Regions from separate parts of the Mus musculus genome. Here regions 2, 3 and 4 are each linked to region 1. The links are chromatin contacts, called in public HiChIP or PLAC-seq maps. All regions are on one chromosome and are shown on one strand. Each heading gives the region's core, a stretch centred on a gene start, on an enhancer-like site or on the middle of the called end of the contact. The rest is flanking DNA. Distances are from core to core; before and after follow the strand shown. Region 1 holds the start of Meis2 (Meis homeobox 2). Region 2 overlaps BC052040 (cDNA sequence BC052040). Region 3 overlaps BC052040 (cDNA sequence BC052040). Region 4 overlaps BC052040 (cDNA sequence BC052040).

The links. HiChIP or PLAC-seq counts read pairs in DNA pulled down with a chosen protein or histone mark.
Region 2: an HNF4G HiChIP or PLAC-seq map of pancreatic cancer cells shows a contact between it and region 1. The contact joins the enhancer-like site here to the promoter of Meis2 in region 1. A contact is called at or near these places in 1 of 39 promoter capture datasets (embryonic stem cells), 11 of 484 Hi-C or Micro-C datasets (3T3-L1-derived adipocytes, the C2C12 cell line, gonadal supporting cells and 5 more), 18 of 115 datasets of contacts at active chromatin or transcription factors (bone marrow-derived macrophages, craniofacial prominence, differentiating embryonic stem cells and 13 more) and 1 of 9 other capture datasets (embryonic stem cells).
Region 3: a contact with region 1 is called in an H3K4me3 HiChIP or PLAC-seq map of neural tube, with 4 times the contacts expected there. The contact joins the enhancer-like site here to the promoter of Meis2 in region 1. A contact is called at or near these places in 3 of 39 promoter capture datasets (cranial neural crest and embryonic stem cells), 1 of 15 datasets of contacts at CTCF or cohesin (pro-B cells), 1 of 484 Hi-C or Micro-C datasets (Th2 cells), 16 of 115 datasets of contacts at active chromatin or transcription factors (the NIH/3T3 cell line, acute myeloid leukemia, craniofacial prominence and 8 more) and 4 of 9 other capture datasets (adipose tissue, embryonic stem cells, macrophages and 1 more).
Region 4: an H3K27ac HiChIP or PLAC-seq map of embryonic stem cells shows a contact between it and region 1, with 10 read pairs. The contact joins the enhancer-like site here to the promoter of Meis2 in region 1. A contact is called at or near these places in 2 of 39 promoter capture datasets (both in embryonic stem cells), 9 of 484 Hi-C or Micro-C datasets (embryonic stem cells, neural progenitor cells and stem cell-derived motor neurons), 18 of 115 datasets of contacts at active chromatin or transcription factors (cardiomyocytes, craniofacial prominence, embryonic basal ganglia and 8 more) and 1 of 9 other capture datasets (embryonic stem cells).

What each region holds. Positions count from the first base shown.
Region 1 is chr2:116,062,085-116,067,156 of GRCm38.p6, reverse strand. Meis2 (Meis homeobox 2) reads left to right here and starts at 2,099. Exons shown (of 12, transcript NM_001159568.1): 1 at 2,099-2,355; 2 at 3,737-3,969. The coding sequence starts at 2,344.
Region 2 is chr2:115,603,212-115,608,283 of GRCm38.p6, reverse strand. All of the region lies in intron 1 of BC052040 (cDNA sequence BC052040), which reads right to left. Among named protein-coding and RNA genes, the nearest start is that of BC052040, 24 kb to the right of the region's middle. Within about 2 kb of position 2,378, at least 20 of the 459 cell types and tissues checked have an H3K27ac peak or open chromatin away from gene starts, as enhancers often do. A contact at or near this core is called in muscle stem cells, myocytes and pancreatic cancer cells, where this site is marked.
Region 3 is chr2:115,628,449-115,633,520 of GRCm38.p6, reverse strand. It overlaps BC052040 (cDNA sequence BC052040), which reads right to left. Exons shown (of 11, transcript NM_207264.4): 2 at 2,471-2,516; 3 at 1,521-1,585. Among named protein-coding and RNA genes, the nearest start is that of Mir1951, 7.7 kb to the left of the region's middle. Within about 2 kb of position 2,375, at least 10 of the 459 cell types and tissues checked have an H3K27ac peak or open chromatin away from gene starts, as enhancers often do. A contact at or near this core is called in neural tube, where this site is marked.
Region 4 is chr2:115,721,742-115,726,813 of GRCm38.p6, reverse strand. The region is part of intron 10 of BC052040 (cDNA sequence BC052040); the gene reads right to left. Among named protein-coding and RNA genes, the nearest start is that of Gm52524, 53 kb to the left of the region's middle. Within about 2 kb of position 3,118, at least 37 of the 459 cell types and tissues checked have an H3K27ac peak or open chromatin away from gene starts, as enhancers often do. A contact at or near this core is called in embryonic stem cells, forebrain, neural progenitor cells and 2 more, where this site is marked.

The DNA of each region.
Region 1 (5,072 bases), core at 850-3,349:
ACGCGCAGCCGCGGGGAAACAGCAGAGCAGAGGTAAAGCCAGCTGGAACTCCGGCCAGGGATTGGGCGGGACCCCGGCCAGAACTAGTTTCTACCAAAACCTAGTCGGGTATTTACCTTTTTAACCCTACTCGCTTCCTTTTCCTTTTGGGAAAACTTTAGGAGCCAGTCCCATGGTCCCCATCCAGCGAAATCCTCCCGGTGTAATTAACTCAGCCTTTAGCCCTCTTTACAACCGCTGCGCCCAGGGCAACCACAACAAAGCTGGGCAGCCAGAGCCAGCCACTCCTCGCAAGCATCTTCTGTCTCACATGCTTTTTAATCTTTCTCCTCCGGTGCTTCCTAGATCCAAGATTCACTTTAGAGGCGCACAGCGGTCACGCGCACGCACGCACGCGCGCGTACACACACACACACACACACACACACACACACTTGTCTACATCGGTAAACAACAAACACCAAACAACTCCCTCTCCTCTAACTCCTACCCCACTAACTCCCGCCCTACTAACTCTCATCCTGCTTTCTCCCTCCAGATTGAGCCCAGGACCCCTAGACTCTCAATGGTGGTCTACACTGTCTGCAGCGCACCGAGGGACTATGCTCCGAGTTCAGCTGCTCATATCTTGTACTAGACAAAAATGAATATTGACAAAAAGGGCTCTGCATCTGCACGAGAAAGAAAGTACCACTTAACAACAACAACAACAACAACAACAACAAAAATCCTAGCCTGGCGGTGGTGCAGTTGGCGGAGCTTGCTGCTCTAGGTTGTAGTGGCAGAGTTCGGGACCTAGTAATCCGCCGGCAGAGGAAGGGGGCCGCGGAATTAAAACGAACAAAAGCTAGAGCGCCATGCCAAACATCCCCAACGCGACCCAGTTAGGCAGGAGCCAAGAGGAGTGGTGGGGAAATAAACGAGAAGTAAGTTGAAAATAAAAAGATCTGAGTCTGTACCGTACTTTCCCTGTGGCTTTCTGCAGTTTTCCTGTCTGCGCTCTCCCTGTCCTCTTCCACCTCTCTTCCTTCCCCCTCCAATCACGCGTGTTCTCTCTCTCTCTCTCTCTCTCTCTCTCTCTCTCTCTCTCTCTCTCTCTCTCTCTCTCTCCCTCTCTCTCCCTCTCCTGTCGCTCTCCCTCCTTCCCTCCCTTCCCCCTTTCCCCCTCCCTCATCCCCCCTCCCTCCCCTCTTCCTCTCCCTCCCGCGTCGTCCCCCTGGAGAAGCAGGCTTGCTGATTTGCTCCGGTCCTCTCCGCTCCAGCCTCCCCTTCCCCAGCCCCCCCCCCCCCCCCCGGGGCCGTCCGACCGCACTCGCTGCATATCAGAGGCTCCGCGCTGCGCGCTCCTCCTCGCTCCAGCTCCCCACTCTCGGGATGTGTCTCCGCCGTAGGACGGGCTATGGCCACCACGACTTCCGGGTTCCGTCATTTCGTTCTCCCGCCGCCGACCCGCGCCGCCAAACTGAGGCTCTACTATAAGCCCGGCTGCAGCCAACCTGCCAACACCTACTGACACTCACTCATCTCCCAGAGAGAGAAAGAGAGCGCGAGAGAGCGAGCGCGAGTGAGAGCGAGCGAGAAAGAGAGAGAGGGAAAGACAAAATACCTACCAGAGAGGGGGGGAGGAAGTCCAATTTTTGCAAACTATTCATTTTTTTCTTGGTTTTCTCCTTGCTTTCTTTGAACAATACTTTAAAAAGAGAGGATCATATTAGAGCTATTTTGGGGGCAAAGCTAAAAGAGGGGGGAGGGGGGAGGAAGAATTCAAGAAGCAGAAACCCCTCGCGGAGTTTTACTGGAAGAAAAAAAAAACGGGTCTGAAAGATTGCTCCTCTTCATCATCATCAACCATCATTCATTCACTACCTTGACATTCCGGGCTTTGATTGACAGCTGGAGTGGCAAAAAGCCATGAAACTCGACAGTTCGGTTACATGTGGGCTGCTGACTGGCCGCTCGTAACCTTCAGTTCGGGGGCTTGACAATTTTTTTTCTTTTTCTTTTCTTTCTTTTCTTTTTTTTTTTCAACTAAGAGGAAAAGAAGAGAAAGAGGAGTAAAGGAGGACCGAAGAGGAGGAGGAGGGGAGGGGGAGGAGGGGGAGGAGGAGGAAGATCAGGAGGAGGAGGAAGAAGAGGAAAAAAGAGAAAAAGAAGAAATATCACTGAAAAAAATTCTTCGTTTTCTTGACTGGGCTTTCCCCACCCCCCAAAAAATAACATTGGAAAATTGGGAGAAGTCTCCTTGGTTTGGAAAAAAAGGACTCTTCAACCTAGCTCACTTTCTTATCCGGACTGGGATATTAAATATACGACACATCCAGGAGTTTATTGGAGCGCAGACTGATGGCGCAAAGGGTAGGTTTAAATCTCCAACACTTACCTAGATATAAATCCTCTCCTACAGGGCCCTGCCCCATGCCTTCTCTCCCTTTGAGCTGGCTGCTGCTGGTTGCTTGATGATGATGGCGGCCAGTATTTTAAAAAATAGTAACAAAATTATTCACCGGCTTCTTTCCCCCCTGTGCCTCTGCGTGTGTGAGAGTGTGTGTGCGTGCGTGTGTGCGTGTCTGGCCGCGCGTGTCCCAGCGCTGAGCGAGCGGGCGGGCGGCGAGAGCGTGTGAGTGGTGTGTGTGTGTGTGTGTGTGTGTGTGTGTGTGTGTGTGTGTGTGTGTGTGTGTGTGTACTTGTGTGCAATTGTTACACGCTTTCGCCTCGCTCCAGCTTTTACCCCGGCAGCGTGATTCCCCGGGTTCTCTGCGGGCGGCGAGAGCGTGTGAGTGGTGTGTGTGTGTGTGTGTGTGTGTGTGTGTGTGTGTGTGTGTACTTGTGTGCAATTGTTACACGCTTTCGCCTCGCTCCAGCTTTTACCCCGGCAGCGTGATTCCCCGGGTTCTCCTGCCGCCGCCGCTGCGCCTCTTTCGCCGCTACTCGCGCGGCTCCGGGCGGGCGCGGGCTGCGTAGGAGCCGCCGGCGTGGGGCCGCGCTGCCTAGACTAGCCCCGGCTGCTTGTTTTGTCTCTGAAATTGACAAGGACGCAGGGAATCCGCTGCTAAATAATGTTTCTGGTAACTTTCACGTTATTCCTCCCCACCCTCAGCTCCTAGCCCCCGGGGAGGCACCGACCCTAGTCTTCCCTTGTCCTTGCCGTTCTCGGCCTGATTATTAGCGTTTTTCTTCTCTTTATTTTGTTTCATTTCGCCCTTTGATTTATTGGATCTCCTGGAGGAGGCGAAGGGGGGTAAGGGGTGGGATCCGGGGCTTCCTTCTCTTGCTAACTCCACTTCTCCCTGGGTTGGCTCGCTGGGGTTCTGCAGCCTCCAGCGGGAGCGGGGCCTCCCTGTGCCCCCCCACCCCCCACCCGGCGTCCCCGGCCTCTCCGCCTGATCTGCCTTCCCTGAATGCTGCTCTCGGCTCAGACTTTAATTTTAAAATTTACGACATCCTCTCCCAACTTTCAAATCTGTTTTTTCTCCTGGTTTGGTTTGTAGTGTGTTTAACTTGTGTCCGGTACTTTTCTTTTTTTCTGACTTTGTTTTTATTCTCTCTCTCTCTCTCTCTCTCTCTCTCTCTCTCTCTCTCTCTCTCATCCGTCTTTACACCCCCTATCTCTATTCCATCCCCACTCCTCTGTACCCTCTTTTCTTTGCTCCGGGTTCCTTTGCTTTCCTGCCTCTGCCCCCCTGGGTTCTCTCTTACTCTGTGCCACCGCCCCCTCCTCTTGCCCGGGCTCTGACAGTACGATGAGCTGCCCCATTACGGCGGGATGGACGGAGTAGGGGTTCCCGCTTCCATGTACGGAGACCCTCACGCGCCGCGGCCGATCCCCCCGGTTCACCACCTAAACCACGGGCCGCCGCTCCACGCCACGCAGCACTACGGCGCGCACGCCCCGCACCCCAATGTCATGCCAGCCAGCATGGGATCTGCTGTCAACGACGCCTTGAAAAGAGACAAGGACGCAATCTATGGGTAAACCGACCCCCGGACCCAGCTTACTGTGTGTGAGTGTGTGTGAGTGCGTGTGCTTGTCTCTGGTGGTGATGGTGGTGGTGGAGGTGGTGGTGATTGTGGTGGTGTTAGGGTGGACCAGGGAGGCTAAGTGGGGACTTAATTCTGCATGAGGAGACAGACTGCTTGCAGTAGAGAAAGACAAGGGAGAGAGCCTGATCTTGAGTCAAAGACCAGAAAAATAGAACCTTCTCTGCTCCCTTGGTTCGGCCTCTCCAGACCCCACGGTCCAATGTAAGAACTGAGTCTTTAAATCTTGCCGGCCGGGCCTTCTCCCCAAGGACACGAATCCTGGCCAAAAGGCACAGGGCTGGTTGTCTCGGGCTGCCTAACACAGGCCTTGATTAAGAGGAAAGTTTTCTGCAGCCGAGAAAAAACTTCCAGTTGCCCTTTCTTTCTTCTTTTCTCTCACTCTTTCTTCTTTCCTTTCTTTCTTTCTTTCTTTCTTTTTCTCCCTCCCCTCCCCTTTCTGCTTCCTACTGAGGGCCTGGGAGTCACTAAACGCAGCTTGAGCTGGAATCAGGGCAGCTTCTGTCGGCCAGGAAGTCCTAATCACTCACTTCTTAATTCTCTGTAAATAAAGGGGGCAGACCTTGAAGTGCAGCGGGGTGGAAGAGACTGCCGCTTACACACACAGCCGTTCTTGGGAGTCAGGGAAATGGCTGGAAATTATTTTATATTCGGAGAGATTAGGGAGGGGTGGGCAAGCACGGTCCAAGCGAGTACTAGCCCGGCTCTTCCGGCTGAGGGTAGGTGGGGAAGGCGGCGGGATGCCGAGGGGAGGGGACAGTGGGTAAACAGCAACTGAGCCTAAAGCCTGAGGCCTCAAGCATCCCGAGGTGTAGCTAAGCCGCCCGGAGGAACACAAAGGGCGTACGCGCCCGGCACTCACACTTCTAAGTTTTGAAACGCGGTTTATTTATTCTTGTGAGCTGCAACGCTGAGAGAAATGTGGTCTTTCGATGGAAGCTCTTTCTTGTTTAACATTCTTATTATTTTGGCCCTACTACCGGAGCTTTACTGGAAGCAGAACAAACAAGTTTATAAAGCAAAGGGTGGAGAGA
Region 2 (5,072 bases), core at 1,129-3,628, 460 kb after region 1:
TTTTTAAAAATATTTAACATACTGTCTAAAATAAAAACAATTTGTAAAAAACATGCTAAATAATAAAAACTTTAGCCAGGCAGGGGTGGTGCATGCCTTTAATCCCACCACTCAGGAGGCAGATACAGGCAGATCTCTGGGAGTTCCAGGCCAGCTTGGTCTACATAGGGAGCTACAAGTCAGCCAGGAGTACACAGTAAGACTCAAAAACTAAAAGTAAAAAGTAAAAATAAATACATTACCTACAAATAAAATAAAGTAAAATAAAATAAAGAGTAAGGAAAGACCAATTAATGGCAAAGAAGTTGGTTGTGATCCTTTGGGCCATTTTTTTCCAGAGAAGTGAAGATCCAGATGGAATGTACTCCCTCTCGAATTGGGGTCACATGAAGTGAGTCACTTCATGGCACAGACTACACTGAAAACCTTTTTAACAACAAATAATCTTTAGTGAACTTGCTATTCTCCATAGCTGGCTTTAAACATTGTAAAATGACATCTTTATATTCTGTGAGGTCCAGCATCAATTTTCCTGCAGATTTTATTTCCCTGAGGTATCAGCTATCAACCGAACACCATCCTGGCCGTAGTTTCTAGCCATCAGAGTACTGACAGACAGTCCACAATGGAGGCAGCAGAAGCCCCTTGCAGCTCCCTCCCTGCCAATGGTATCAAGTGCAAAGGCACCTGTTGCTAGGATTTTCCAATGACACTTATCATTTTATCCAACACAGTTTATTCAGCCTTGAGAATCAGAACCAAGAAAACACCTGCTGTCACCAAGATCACAAACTAACCCAGAAACTGCTACCAAAACAGCAGTGGAGAGTTAAGAAATCAACTCCTGCTTTGAAACCAAACTCAAAAGTCTGTGACTTCCAACCTGGATCAGTTAATCCCTAGACAGGTAGTAACTTTACTTACAGTAAATTAACCACCCCCCTAATTGCACAAAAAGGCCTTGGTGGTAATTGATGGGAACACAACTAAACATGAGTATGCCCTCTGGGAAGACAAAATCTACATCATACCCCAGAGCTTAAGGGAAGCGTGACTCCTATAAACAGGTTTTAACCCAACAGGAAAGAACTGGAAAAAATATTTCAGTGTGTGTTAAGAAAGTCCACTTGAAATAAAATACAAAGATACCAAGAAGGGAAATTAAACTACTAGAGACTGGTCTCACCCAGCAGCGGCCTTTTCACTAGAATCCAAAATGGCTTATTCTAGGTGCTTTTCAACCAGGTAATGAAAAGCCATTTCAGTTAAGAGCTGCAGTTCTGGGGTTACGTCATAAGGCCCCTTGTTGCTTGATATCCACCCTTCTACATGTTATCCCCTATACCATTTATTCCTGATTCGGGAACAACAGGTCAGCCCGGAGACTAAGAGGAGAGGACCCAAATTTCATTTCTCTGCTCTCAACAACTTTAAAGAGTGGTCAAATCTATGCACATAGAAGTCACATATTCAGTTATCATCTAAACCAAAAATTGGTCAGACACTTGCCTGGCTTATAGGGAGCCTGGGGCTGGATCCTCAGAAACACACACACCAGGACAACAAATAAATAAATCCAACCCAGAAATTACACTGAAGCTGCTATATCTAAAAATCATATAAATGGGAAAAGAAATATCCAAGCTCACATAAGGTACAATTAGGGATACATTAAACATATGTGTAATATATTATGGATTTATATACAAAAGACATTTAACAGTGTCCATGTGTGACATGCTTTGGGAAAATCAGCATCGAGGTTATCTGCTGTGACCTCTTGTCTGCAGAAAGTGAAGAGGCTTCGGGAATTGTTAGATAACAGTCAAAAAAAAAAAAAAAGAAAGAAAGAAAGAAAGAAAGAAAGAAAGAAAGAAAGAAAGAAAGAAAGAAAAGAAAAAAAAACCAAAACACCCCACCCTGCTTGTCTGTAAAGAAGCTAATGAAGCAAGGGATAAGCTGTGGTCAAATTCCCACTTCTACAATCAAGTCTTATCGCAGGAGCCCAGGAAGGGGAGTGCATCTGTCATATGTTAATGACTTCAAACCAATGGCTGAACTTCTAGGTGTACATGAAAACTTGAAAGCACTTCACAACTCCTTGTGGGTATAATTAGCCTGTTGCAATTGTTGGCAATTCTCATCTTGGGACTTTAAAAGGTCACTCTGCTCTCTAAGATACCAAATTTGGAGTCACTCTCCCTTCTGGTCAGATTAAGCACACCCTACAATTAGTACCCTCCCTCCCCCCAGCCCCTGCACCTGTTGCAAAGCCTCTTTCTTCAGTGATGAAAATGGGGGCAGTCAACAACATTCTGAATTCTTAAGGGATTATTCAAGGCCTTGGAAAGCAGGCACTGAACAAGTATGATGTCAGCTGTTGAGGTGATTGATGGTGGTCACCCTGACCACAGACAGAAGCTCTGCAAACAGGGCCAACTTCACTGACTCTTCCATCTCAGAAGCAGCCAGTGTGCAAGGCTGCTATTTAACAAAGCTAAGCTCTTCATGATCTAGCTGATTTTCTCCAAGGAACATAGAGAATTGCAGATCAAAAAAAAAAAAAAAAAAAAAATGAGATTCAACTAATGAAACAGCATTACTGATTTATCTAAATTATGGTACAACTTACTAACAGTCTCATATGGAGAATTTTTCTAATTTATGTTTATAGCTCAGAGCTATATAATTTTCTAATCTATTAATCCTAATATATTCTATGCATTCCATAAATTGACAATGGCAGTAACTTTACTGCTATATGGCAAAATAACAATGTAAATATCTAAAGGATATAGTTTTAAATGGAGATACACTGAGAAAAGAGAAATTAATTTTAAAAATCCAATGTGTAAAGTTTGAGAAAATTTCATATAAGTGTCAGTAAACATATTTGTCAGTCTTAAAAATAAAGCATAAATTCTATTTTTTCTTCCACCCCTTTCTGTCTTTCCTTTCTTTCTCTTTTAATGACAGACCATCAAGGACTGGGCTCAGAATTTCCCATTCTCTTTGAGTCGTGTGAATCACTAATACTTGCCACAGCATCAAAATAACTCTCTGGCAGCTAGTACATCTGGCTCCATGAATGCAGAGATATACTGTAAAGCCTTCCTAAATGAATAGTTACCTTTAGTATTTAATAAGTCTCCCAGGCAAAGCCTCTTACTATCACTACAGTATTTAATAAACCACCATAGGTGCCTCACCCACATTTAAAGTTTCTTCAAATACATTCAAAATTTTATGACATAGTCTTAAACACATTTTTTTCAGTAGAGTTAACTTCACTTATGTTAATTAGTCTATTTTCTTCTGTGTATTAAATTATATGTAGGAATATATTTCAAAGATCAACTGAAATGACAATATAAAGGTTAAATTAGTGAGACTTACAAAATCAGCATCTCAACTAGAGAAGAGGCTAACAAGGGGATTGGTGAGGTTCCCATCACTCTCCAAAACACATTTACTTTTAAAAATATGTTATTTAATTATGAAGTCACCATTATTTTTTAGGTTTGCTGTTGGGGCTGTATAGTAATCAAATTTAGAAAACTATAAATTATATTTAAATTTATTATTTACAAGCAATTAATTATAAAAAACAGCCAGGTGGCTTTCATTACATAAATTACTGCTAATGACAGAGACCTCATGCTGCTGCCGTATTTAGCATTTGCATGTGTCAAGTACAGAACTACCCTCTTCAGGGTGGAACTGGAGCACAAAGGCAAGACACCCAAGTTCAGATTACACCCCAACTAATTGTCTCCTTCCCAGAAAGTCTGAAGGTTTCATCATTTGCTACAGGGAACTTACACTGCAATAACATTTTGGTGTAAAAGCTTTACAACCAGATTCAGAATTGCTGAGCATTAGCGTTTAACTGTACTTCATATCTACTTAAAGTTCTGTCTCTGTGGTTTAAATATTACCAAAAGCATGTTTTATCAATTTGCATCCAGCACAGTATGGAACGGCTAATGTCTCACAAACGCACGGCTATTGCTTTGTTGAGGGGTTTATTTTCTATTTTTTAGCTGTCATGTGCACGTGCATACACACACACACACACACACACACACACACACACACACACACAGAGTTCTGAGAATGGCATTAAGGATGTTTCTTCGCCCCCACAACAACTGTGCTAAGGAAGAAGCTGACAGTAACTGTCTTTCCACCGGTCTGTCTCCCCTACCATTTTGCAGCTCTTCCTTCCAGTCTATGGAAGACATGGGTCTGTTCTGCACAGAGATAAACCATAAGTTTAGTGATGTAACAGAAGTAGCTTCTTCACACTCTTCTTAAATAAATGCAAGTCTTCAGCAAATTAAAGTCCACATAAAAATAAGAAACAATTTGAAATATTCAATGGGTGAGTGTCGCCTGATTGTAAACTCTATGTCAAAACCCAGCCCATCAAGCAGAAGCACAAGGAAAAGGAGGCTGCTCTATGAGAATGCTTCTTAAACTACAGGATGCAATTCCTGAATTACTAACGTCTTCCGTTCTATACCAAGAAGCTTCAACAGTTTAATACAAAGTCCGAGTCTGAATTTCTTCTCTAATACTTAAGGCATAGATGTCTTAGAGAGATTTGTACAACCTTCCCTTCCTTCCTCCTCCTCAGGCTCTGCTACTCACCTGCAGAGAAAAGGACGAGGGAGCAAGTTGGAGGGACTATGTCTCCAAGTCTGCCAGTTCATCTCTGCTGGAAAAGCACAGAGAAAAGGATAGGGATGTAACACAAGGGCTGATAAGTAAGGGAAGAGAGGAGGCTTATTAATAAGTACAGGATAACTTTCTTCTCAGCTCCATTTTCAAAGTGTCACCCATGAAAATACACAAAAGACTGTACCATGGGCATTTTGGCCATCATTAGAATCTGTTTCTAGAAGAAGACAACACTCATTCAAAGACTTTTTAAAAAAAAAAAACCAGATCATCTCTTTACAACTAGAACACAGAAGATAAAACTTCCGTTATCTGAGGGCATCCGCAGAGGTAGGCGGAAGGCAAGCCACTCAGGAGCTTGTTTGTTGGGGTCGAGGGCTTGTCCCTTA
Region 3 (5,072 bases), core at 1,126-3,625, 430 kb after region 1:
CTCTTTCTTATGTTGCCAGACATGGTCTCACCAAGTTATTGAGGCTGTCTGGGAACCTGAGATCCTCATGCCCCAGCATCCCCAATGCTGGAATTATAAACCTGTGCAACTAGACTTGGGATATACACATACATACATACATACATACATACATACATGCATGCATACATACATACATACACATACATACATACACACACACATACATACATACTTACGTACATACACACACATACATATACATGATAGTTTTCAAATGATTTAATTAAAAATCTTTAAGTTTACAAACAAAAATGTATTTCCTTTTTTACAGATGTAGTGGTACAGGTCTGTAAGCATAGGTTGAAGAAGGTGAAGTGCCAAGTCAGAGGCCAACTGGAGCTGTATAATGGCATGCTATCTCAAAGCAAACAGTTATATCTTGGCATAAAAAGAAAAAAAATTCAATACTTTTTAAAATTATCTAGATGCCAAAAGCATTTGTAGGTCTTATAGAACTATTATAGGTCCTGTAGAACTTAAATATAAATTTTATGAAGTTAGCTATGACTTTTCTCGAAATCTACAAAAACATCTTTAGAGAGCAATTTTAGATAAAATGTGTGTGGGGAGGTGATCCACTCATCGTGCATATCTTTAGTATCTTTAACTTAAAACAAGAGATCTTTCACCATGTGGCACAGTGAATGACTCTTTAAAAGAAAATCCAATTTCAATAGCTTCAATAAATCTCAATTCTTTTTTAAGCTTGTATAAACTTTATTATTTAAAAGTAACTTGCAAATAATAAAAACAGACCCCAGACCACAAAATCTATACAATTCAGTGACCTTTCTAAAAGATACCACCTTACCCAGTCAGAATGGCTCTCATCAAGAAATCTGACAACAAATGTTGGAGAAATGTGGAGAAAAAAAGAATGCTTATTACTCTCTTGCTGGGATACAAGTTAATACAGACATTGTACAAGTCTGTTTGGAGATTTCTCAAAAAATTTAAAATGGAATTACCATTTGCTCCAATTCTTTCATTCCTCAGCCTAAACTCAGAAAGTCTAGACCCTACCATAGAGATATCGGAACCCTATATTTATTGCTGTTTACTCACCATAGCAAGGAAAATGAACCAATCTAGTTGTCCATCAACAATTGAATGATAATGAAATGTTAGTATATAATTGGTTTGAAAACTTGCCACATATACATGTAAGGCATATGTATACATGAACAAATGTAACCATAAAAGATGTGCACTTACTCAAAGTGTTAAGGAGCTAAGTCAGATTCCGTAACAGTGTCATCTCATATACGTCATGTGTACACACCTAAATGGACACCATCGCCATATTCTTGACACATGCCAACTGAAGCACTTAAAAACTCATTACAAAACACACTACAAGTTTCAAGTAACAGTCTTAATACAGTATAGAAAGGCAGTTTAATGATCTAATTTATTCATAATAATTAGAGCAATTAATAGGTACTGTGATACCCTCTAGTGGGGCAGGCAGGTCATACCTCTGGTAGTAACTTTCAATCGCTTCTGGAGTGTGATGTTTGGCATGTGTTCTTTTAATATGTTTCTGAAACAAAACACAAAAAAACATCTTTATGTTGTGTCACAGATCAGAGTCAAGAACAGCAAAGACATATTTCTTCATCCCAGTAGCAAGCATACGGGGCAAATGGCTAATGGCTTGGGGGTTTGGGTGGTGGCAAGATTTCTTTTCCTGCTACTCCATCTATGCATTTTAATCTCCTGCTTGGCTGGGATGTCTTCAGACTGTACCACAAGTACAGTCTATATGTAAAAGCCACCAGGGTCATAGTAATTGAATCTAAATAAGTTTGCTTCGGGCTGCAGAGGGCAGAGGAAAACTTGTTCCCTCTTCCAACCTTTGTATTAATTTTCCCTCAATTCAATTCCATCTAAGTCTTCTGCACTCGGGCTTTACAACCCAATTGCCATATTTAACCAGGAAGAACATTGCTTAAAAACAACTTATTTGAAAACTACAAAAAGTAATTCCATAGAGACTTGCCACTTGACTGACACCTGTCATCTCATGATAAATGACTCCATTTTCTGCCTCTCTTGCCTTCTGCCACTCCAGCAGTGGTCATTTATCATCATCTCTGTCAGCAGTGGGAAGCGGCACTGACAGTGCAAGTCAGCAAACATTTAGCACATGGAGCCACGCAACACGGGGAAATTATTATTGTCAGAATAATAATGCTTTAGCATAATTTATTACAGGTCCACCAAATAAGCAAAGGCTAGATGTTATTAGACAGATGGATGGGTAGGCTTGGCAGGCCTCCACTGAGACGCAGGCGCTGCTTGATGTGGCAAGGAGACCATCCTCCAGCCCAATCAGAGAGCTGGCAGTTCAATTACAAAGAAATAAAGGGACATTCATCATTCAATTAGGCACCTGTCAACCCTCACAAAGGAGAAAACTTCTAACCTGGTACTCCTGGGAGAAGATGCTCAGCAGAGTGGCCTGCGATTGACTGGAACAAATAAAAGAAGGACAAAGTTAATTACTGGAGTGCACAGCAAAGAAATAAAAGAGAAAGGACCTTCAAAGGTAGGTCCGCTGCCCTGTAATCCAACAGAACACGAAAACAAGTGTGGAGAAGTTGTTCCAGATGAGAACCTCACACAAAGGCTTCCTGCCATGAGGTCAAGGAGAGAGGAAGAGCGGATGGGGAAGAGCCGGTCCTGATGCAGGAGGCATATCATTTGGATTCTCTGCAACCTCAGGACGGCTGCATCATATCTGTAATATAAAATGGGGTTTTATACTACAAAGGACCACAAGAAAAAGGTTTCTGGCCACAAACAAGTGAGTTACTCCTGGGAACAGCAGGGAGAACATTTTTTACAGACTGTCAGCATTCCCAGGTTTATCTCCTTGGCTATCCCAGATTCATGGGGGGAAACACTGGTCTTAACTAGAGGTAGCACAGAGGCTAATGGAACACTCTCTGGCCAGCTCTGAAAACAGAAGGCATCAGGATGTGGCAGGCTACAGAAGAACTCACTCTCAAGAGACTACAGCTATCCTTACCCAGGATGTCACAGCCCCAAACACTAGGGATACCTTCTTCCCAAATAGGGCGTTTGCTTCTACAACTGTCTGCTTTAGAGATGGAATGTTCCTGTAAGATGTCACCAGCATCTACTCCTGCCTCTGACTGCCCTTGGTGGATACTTGCACCTTATCAGATCTGACTACTTTTGATACAGCCTTCAGGTAAATGCAAACCAAAGAGACTGCAATTTAGATAATTTGACGTTCACAGTATGCCAACGCTCTTGTGAACATTGACTTTTTTTATTTATGAATGAACCCACCCAAGCATGTCACCAGTTTAGAGAGTTTGAAATAAAAATGACTCCATGTTTGCCTGCTCACTGCCATTGCCAGCAACTTCTGGAAATCATCATGGGGTCTGGCTTCTGATCCTCCTGACCAGGACCAATGAGACAGTTTTAAAGAAAAGAAAAATAAAATTAATAGGGCCATCAAGATGGCTCTGAGAATAAAGGTGCTGCCAACCTGAGTTTAATCTCTAAGATTCACATTGTCTACCCTCCACATGTGTGCCATGGCATGCATACATGTCCACATACATATTCAATACAAATATGTATAAAATAATTTAAATATAATCCCAGTACTCTGGAAACTGAGGCAAGAGGACTGCTAAAAGTTTCAGGTCTACATAGCAATTAACTACCCAGCCTGGGCTTCAGAGTGAAACACTATCAAAACAGAGGTGGGGAACAGAGAAAGAAAGAAAGAAAGATAGAAAGAGACAGACAGACAAACAGACTGAGACCATCATAGGAGTTGGGGGGATCTACAGATAGTCACCATGGAAAGTGCATATATAATTAAAGAACTACTTCAGTACATCAAAAATTAGCGAGAAATGTCTGAGGGCAATTATAAATTTATAAATCAATTTTCTCAATTTCCTTTTAAAATTAGAAATCATCTTTTAAAAAACTGTGTGTGTGTGTGTGTGTGTGTGTGTGTGTGTGTGTGTGTGTGTGTGTGTGTGCATGCGCATGCATATCTGGTTTGCCAGAATGTAACATGAAAATCACATACCTTGGTAGGGTTACTGATATAAGCTTCTGAAAAAGATGCCAAAATTATGGTCTAATCTTGAGAAACAACTCTAAGAAAGTAAAATGTTTCCTATCTACCCATGATTAAGTGACCTCTCTTCATAGGACAAAATAGACTGATGTTATTAGAAATTTGGCAGTACACAGAAGATCCACTTCTAGGTTTCAAAGTGTACTATAGAAGTATTTGTTGGAAAGAGAAAAGATGCCACAGCTGTGAGTTTCAGGCCAGTGTGATGTAGAGGATGTTTCAGGACAGCCAGGGCTAGACAGAAAACCATGTGTCGGGAAAAAAAGAGAAAAGAAGTGAGCCTGGTCAGGACTTGGGAGTACTGTAGAATGAGACCCTCTATTTTAGTAGAGAAGGTCTTTAAACTGCTTAGTTCAGTGGCATGGGCATGAGACCGAGTTTCTCTGTGAGAAGGAAGCTAGAGTCCCACCCACAAACATTGGTAAGAAGAAAACAAAACAAACAAAACCACATAACACAACTTCTGGTACAACAAGGAAGACTGGCTCAAGAATGCTTTGGAAAAATAAGTGATCCTGCTAAATAATTTGCATGTCAACCCTCTATTCTAGTATGTGTTGATCTCGCAAGGACAAAGGAACCTAAGTGCAAATGAAAAAACCAGAAAAGGAGCCTTGGTGCCACCTCGGGCACTGACCCAGGGTCTTCCTCCTGGACTTTCCCCGGTGTGCTGGTGCCAAGAGGTCCTGGAGGTAAAGTTTGTGCAGGCACACAGGCCACCAGGCTCACAAAGAGCCAGGAAGGCAGTGAGAATTCCCTCTGTGGCCAGAAAAGGAGCAGTAGATTATGGACTGCTCTACTTACTAGAGGGCAGTGACCAGATCTCCTGCAGCGTTGGCTATAGAGTCTCCACCCAGAAAATATTTTCAAAGTTAGAACGAGTTTCTTCACATGC
Region 4 (5,072 bases), core at 1,869-4,368, 340 kb after region 1:
AACACACCAAGGTCTCTCACTATTAATGCTGTGTAATGGGCGAAGCAGTGATATGATGCTGCTTTTTATTTATTTATTTATTTAAAGCTATCCTCAGCTGTGAGCTGGCACTCGCTACCTGGTCAGCACAAATTGTACTATCTACTTTCATTAGCTCGTCACCACAAGGAAATCTGAAAGGCTGTGACAAAATTCATTTAGAGAGAGTGGGTGAGAGCAGACTGTTAGAACACCTGCTTTCGGCATGGATTCGAGGAAGGGTTCGTTTTTTCTCAATTCTGAGAAACCAAGGGCTTTCTCTCATGTTCACTTTGCATTAAGACCCCCAGCCTGTGAAACACAGTGGCAATGGGAAGTAGGAAAATTACATCCACACAAAAATTTGGAACATGATTTGGAGGGGAAAAAAAAATCAGCTGAATTTACCAGGTGGCAACTATCACCTGAAAACTTGGCAGATTTACATATAAGATTCTTGCTTTTCTCACTGAGGGACTTTTAGCATTTGAAAACAACATGACAGCCGACCACTATATAGACAGGTTCTGTGCTGGGGTCAGAGTTCTGTACTCCTTCAGGGTTTACAGGGATCCGAGCAGTGGTAGGGGACTTGATGAGTTTGGCTTCCAGGCTGTCACCAGTCTCTCGAGAACGAGCAAGTGTTAACCCCTAGCAACCCTCTTTGGTTCCAGGCTATTCAACCCCAGTGGAGCAGCATTAGGTCTGTTCTTGTGAGCCATGGAAATAAATGCACGAGGCTCACTAGCTGCAGCATCTGCTGCATCCTGTCTGTTTTCTGACCACAATCTTAAGTGATGGCTGAAAAACCCGGCACAAGAATATTGTTGGAGGAAATTGCTCTTGGCAACTATTTGTTCAGGCTCAAGATTTTCTTTCTTTTTATTTTATTTTATTTTTTTATTTTTTTAAACCAACACTAAGAACCCACCAGAAAATAGGCCAGGTCTCCCTAATGAGTAATCTATTTTAGCGCAGTCTTGTCTAGGCATGACAGTTTACTGAGAGGCTTGAAAAACTCGTAATTACCAGTGTTACAGGGCAATTAATGTATATTACACTGCACTACTCATGGCAGCAACTGTCATTTTCTCAATAAAAATGAGCACTCTTCAGCTAAAGGCGACATTAATTGGGACTTTAATGACTATGCAGAGAAGCTGAAGCCAAATATGAACAAAACAGCGATTCAATGAGCGACTTCAGAAACGAGAAAATTGTACTAAAATGAGATTAATTGCTGTTTAGAAAAAGGAAAGAACCTAAAAAGCTATTAAATTGCAGGGTTTGGGTGCCCGGGTGATGGTTGTGATGTTAATCTTGCATTCTCGCAGCAGGCAAATATTCACTAAATTCAGAGCCTTTTGACAGCAGGAAAAAAATCATGTATGCTTAACTTCAATCCATCAAAAATATATTTCAGCTTTTATCAGTGTTCTAAATACTTCTGCAATTTCAAAAATTACTGCTCCATTCCTTGGCTGTCATCATGCAAATGTGAACACTGTCAATATTGCTATGAAAAATTTCCCAGCTTCAAAAGGCCCACTTCAGTGATAAGAAAGGAAAGCCCGAAGATTAGAATTGCAAAACACACACTCCTAATATAACGGAAATCAAACAATAAGAACTTAATGTTTAAGTTGTGGAAACTGCTAAAATAGAAAATGATGGGGTGGGCCTTTTTTTTTTAATATAGAAAAGAAAATCAAAGAAAAATAATGATGAAATTCTTTCAAGGCTTGTAACTTTGTGCCTAATTAATCCTCAGCACTAATTAGGAGAGAATATCCCATCCTGGCTTCAGGTGCTGTAACTGTGACTACTGCACTCCCGCTCCTAAGCCTTCGCTCTGCTTCTCTGTCCCTTAAACGCCATCACATAGCGGCTTCTCTGTATAGCCTTTTCAAATATCCTGAGGACTGTGGATTCAGGCTGGAGTGCTTGAACATCGACTCATGAGAACGATACACATGCATGAGAACTGTGGAGTTGTGGACTCTGTAACTCTCCTTGTTTCCAACACCTGGCTTTTATCCTTCTATTTCTTTAAAAGGAGACTAGTAACTTAGTATTTGCCTTCTGAAGGAGTCTTTAGGAAAACTCCACAGTGGACAGCAAGGGAGTGGCCCCAGAAAACCTTGTCCACCTGTCTCACTGCTCTCGCTGGCTCAGAACCAATCTGTTTGTTCCTCATTTTACTGTTTGAAGACTCTTCTCATCCCCAACACGAACCACATCCACCTAAGGCCATGGTGGGTGAAGGGGGAACCTGCAGCTTCCAAATAAGTGACAGATATTGATTGACAAGCTAGTGGGGCCGGATGAGAGGATATGGGCATGGATGGGTCGTTCAATGTCAGACGCCTTGACCTTTACTGGCCAGCTGTCCTGCTCACTAGGAAACCACTGGACTTTGAATTGGAGCTCGGATGTGACCATCCACGTGAAACAGGCTGCTTTTAGAGCCAGGGTCTCTCTACCTTACCTGCTCTGCTTGTCCTGCAAACCTTCTTATATCTAGACTTTCAGATTAACAGCATAATTCTTCCTCAAGAGGCTAACAAATGTCCTTTATAGTCCCCGCTTTTTTGGAGGTGAAAAGAGACCTTTGTTATTCATTGTGCCATTTCAAAAACTAAGCTTCTCTCTTACCTCAAAAAACTACTTTATTTTAAAGACAAAAAAATTCACCAAGCTCCTCCAAAAAACCCTTTTAGGCAGAGTCCTTAGAGGAGACAGGTGCCTTTGGATAAATTGTCTTTAGTGACAAACTATTCACATACATTTTCTTTCTTTCTTTCTCTCTTTCTTTTCTTTTCTTTTTTTAAAAGAAGATGTCAATAGTTTGATTCTATTTTGTCTATGCAAATACCATTGATAAAAGTTTCAATGGACGTTTTTCAGGGCGTGGAAGAGTTCCAAACTAGGTAATGAAATGGCTCTCAGGAATAGGATACTAATTCACCCAACTTGCCAAGAATGATCTAACCCAGCAGGCAGACAAAGCGACCGCGAACCATCCACATGATCCTAGATAATCCTTTATACTGTATCTCTAGGATCTCATCCCCGGGCGCAGTTCACTGTGAGGCTCCATTTGGGGCTCCAGGTTTCCCATTTGCAAATGGGAGCAACTTTGTCATGCTAAATTGGAAGCCTGTGAACTGAGTGCAAGCACTTGGCAGACACAGGCTCCAGGAATGTTAACGACTGCATTGGAATAAACCTTTCAGGAGAGCTCGGAACAAGAATTTACTAGATACTGTTTGTTGTTCACTTGGTGGAATTCCTTACCCCTGGCCGTTGCCACACTGGTACCATGAGAAAAGGTGGCCCTGTAAGGCATGAGAAAAGGCTTGCATAAAAAGCAAGGAGCACAGCTGTCTCATTTTAACTCAACTCCATTTTAACCTCATTATTAATTTGCACAAATATCACAGGCCTCTCTTCCAAAATAGGTATCTGTGGTTCAGATTTCATATTGGGGGTTCTCTAAGACTGAGGTCCAGCACAATGCCAGTCAATCTCACAAGTGACAGGCCATGTTGAAGCTGGGAATAGTGACAAGTTACAGGCACTTAAAAAAAAAAAAAACCAATTCCAGGAGATTAGTAAGATGCGTTTTTAGATACATACACTCAAACATTATAAACTCAGTGAGAAGCCAAACTGGAATATCTCAAGTTTGGAAGATGAACAATATTTTGATGTGCCAAGGCTAATACATTATATGTTTCGAGTCTTACTATTAAGACCTGTAGCAACTGTTTTAAGAGATGAGTAGAAAGGAAACAAATGGTAAATGTTTATTCAGTCATACAGTTCTGAAAGAAAACAACTGCTAATTTGCATTAGCTTGGGATGCCTTAGCAGACAGCTTTTTAACAGCTATCACCTCGCAGCAGCCCAGGAAACAGAGAGTTCCCTCGCTCCCTTTCTACCTGTTCCTGAAATGTGAGCTTTAATTTATGTTTCCCACTAGCCACGGATACTCAGCAAGTTCAAAATCACTTCAAAATGGACCATGTCCTTTTCCAGGTAGTTTGTGGGAGAGAGACTCAACAGAAGGGGACAGAGCAGGCTCCCAGACTCTACCTTTCAATACAGAAAACAAGGTGCATTTTGGGTTAAGGGGAAGTTTTAAGGTTATGGGAGACTCCACTGTAGTGTAACTGGCAGGGTTATTTTGTATACATAAAAAGTTGACAGCCTATGTTGAGGGGTGATAGGATCTCAGCCATGTAAATGCAAGTAAATCTTATGTAAAGAGGAATACATTCTGATTTAGTTGTTAATTAACTTTTCTAACATTATAGGAGGAAGTAAAGGGACAGGAGAGGTTGGAAAGGGGCTCCCCCAAGGACTGCCTTGGTGCAAAGATGGGGCTCCTGTTGATGTCTCCATCATCTCAGGATTTTATGACTCAGAGAAACAGCAACAGGCTTTGTGTACAGACCATCTAACTTTAGGTAAAAGGGGAAGAAGAGAAAGTTCCAAAGAAAAGATGGCAACTAGATTAATAAACAGAACCAAGATGGGGGAGGGAGTTAGATGACAGTAACTGAGCAGAACATGGTGAATGTGATGCAAGGTGAGAGACAAGAAAGTCCCCCGTAGGTGAGGACCAGTGCTGCTGAGCATGGTGAGGTCAGGAGTGACATCAGGGTTTTTGCCTCCCTGTGGATCCTTTGTTCACCCTCTGGTCAATTATGCGGTATGAAAAGAGAAACATGCTTCACACACTAGCTTAGGATGGGGGAGTGTGAGCATATCTGTCTCCAAGGAAACCATGCATGAGAAGGGCCAGTAGCAGACTCTTTTTCCTGAGTTAAATGTTTACTCAAAGTATAGGTGAAAGCTTGTAATTCCAACCAAAGCCAAATATGACAAAAGCCACCACAGGGTGATTTCTGATATACAGATAATTCCACCCCATTATCTCCACAACCCTGTCTGTCTGTCCTTCCTTCCTTCCTTCCTTCCTTCCTTCCTTCCTTCCTTCCTTCCTTCCTTCCTTCCTTCCTTCCTCTTTTCTCCCTGAGACTATGTAG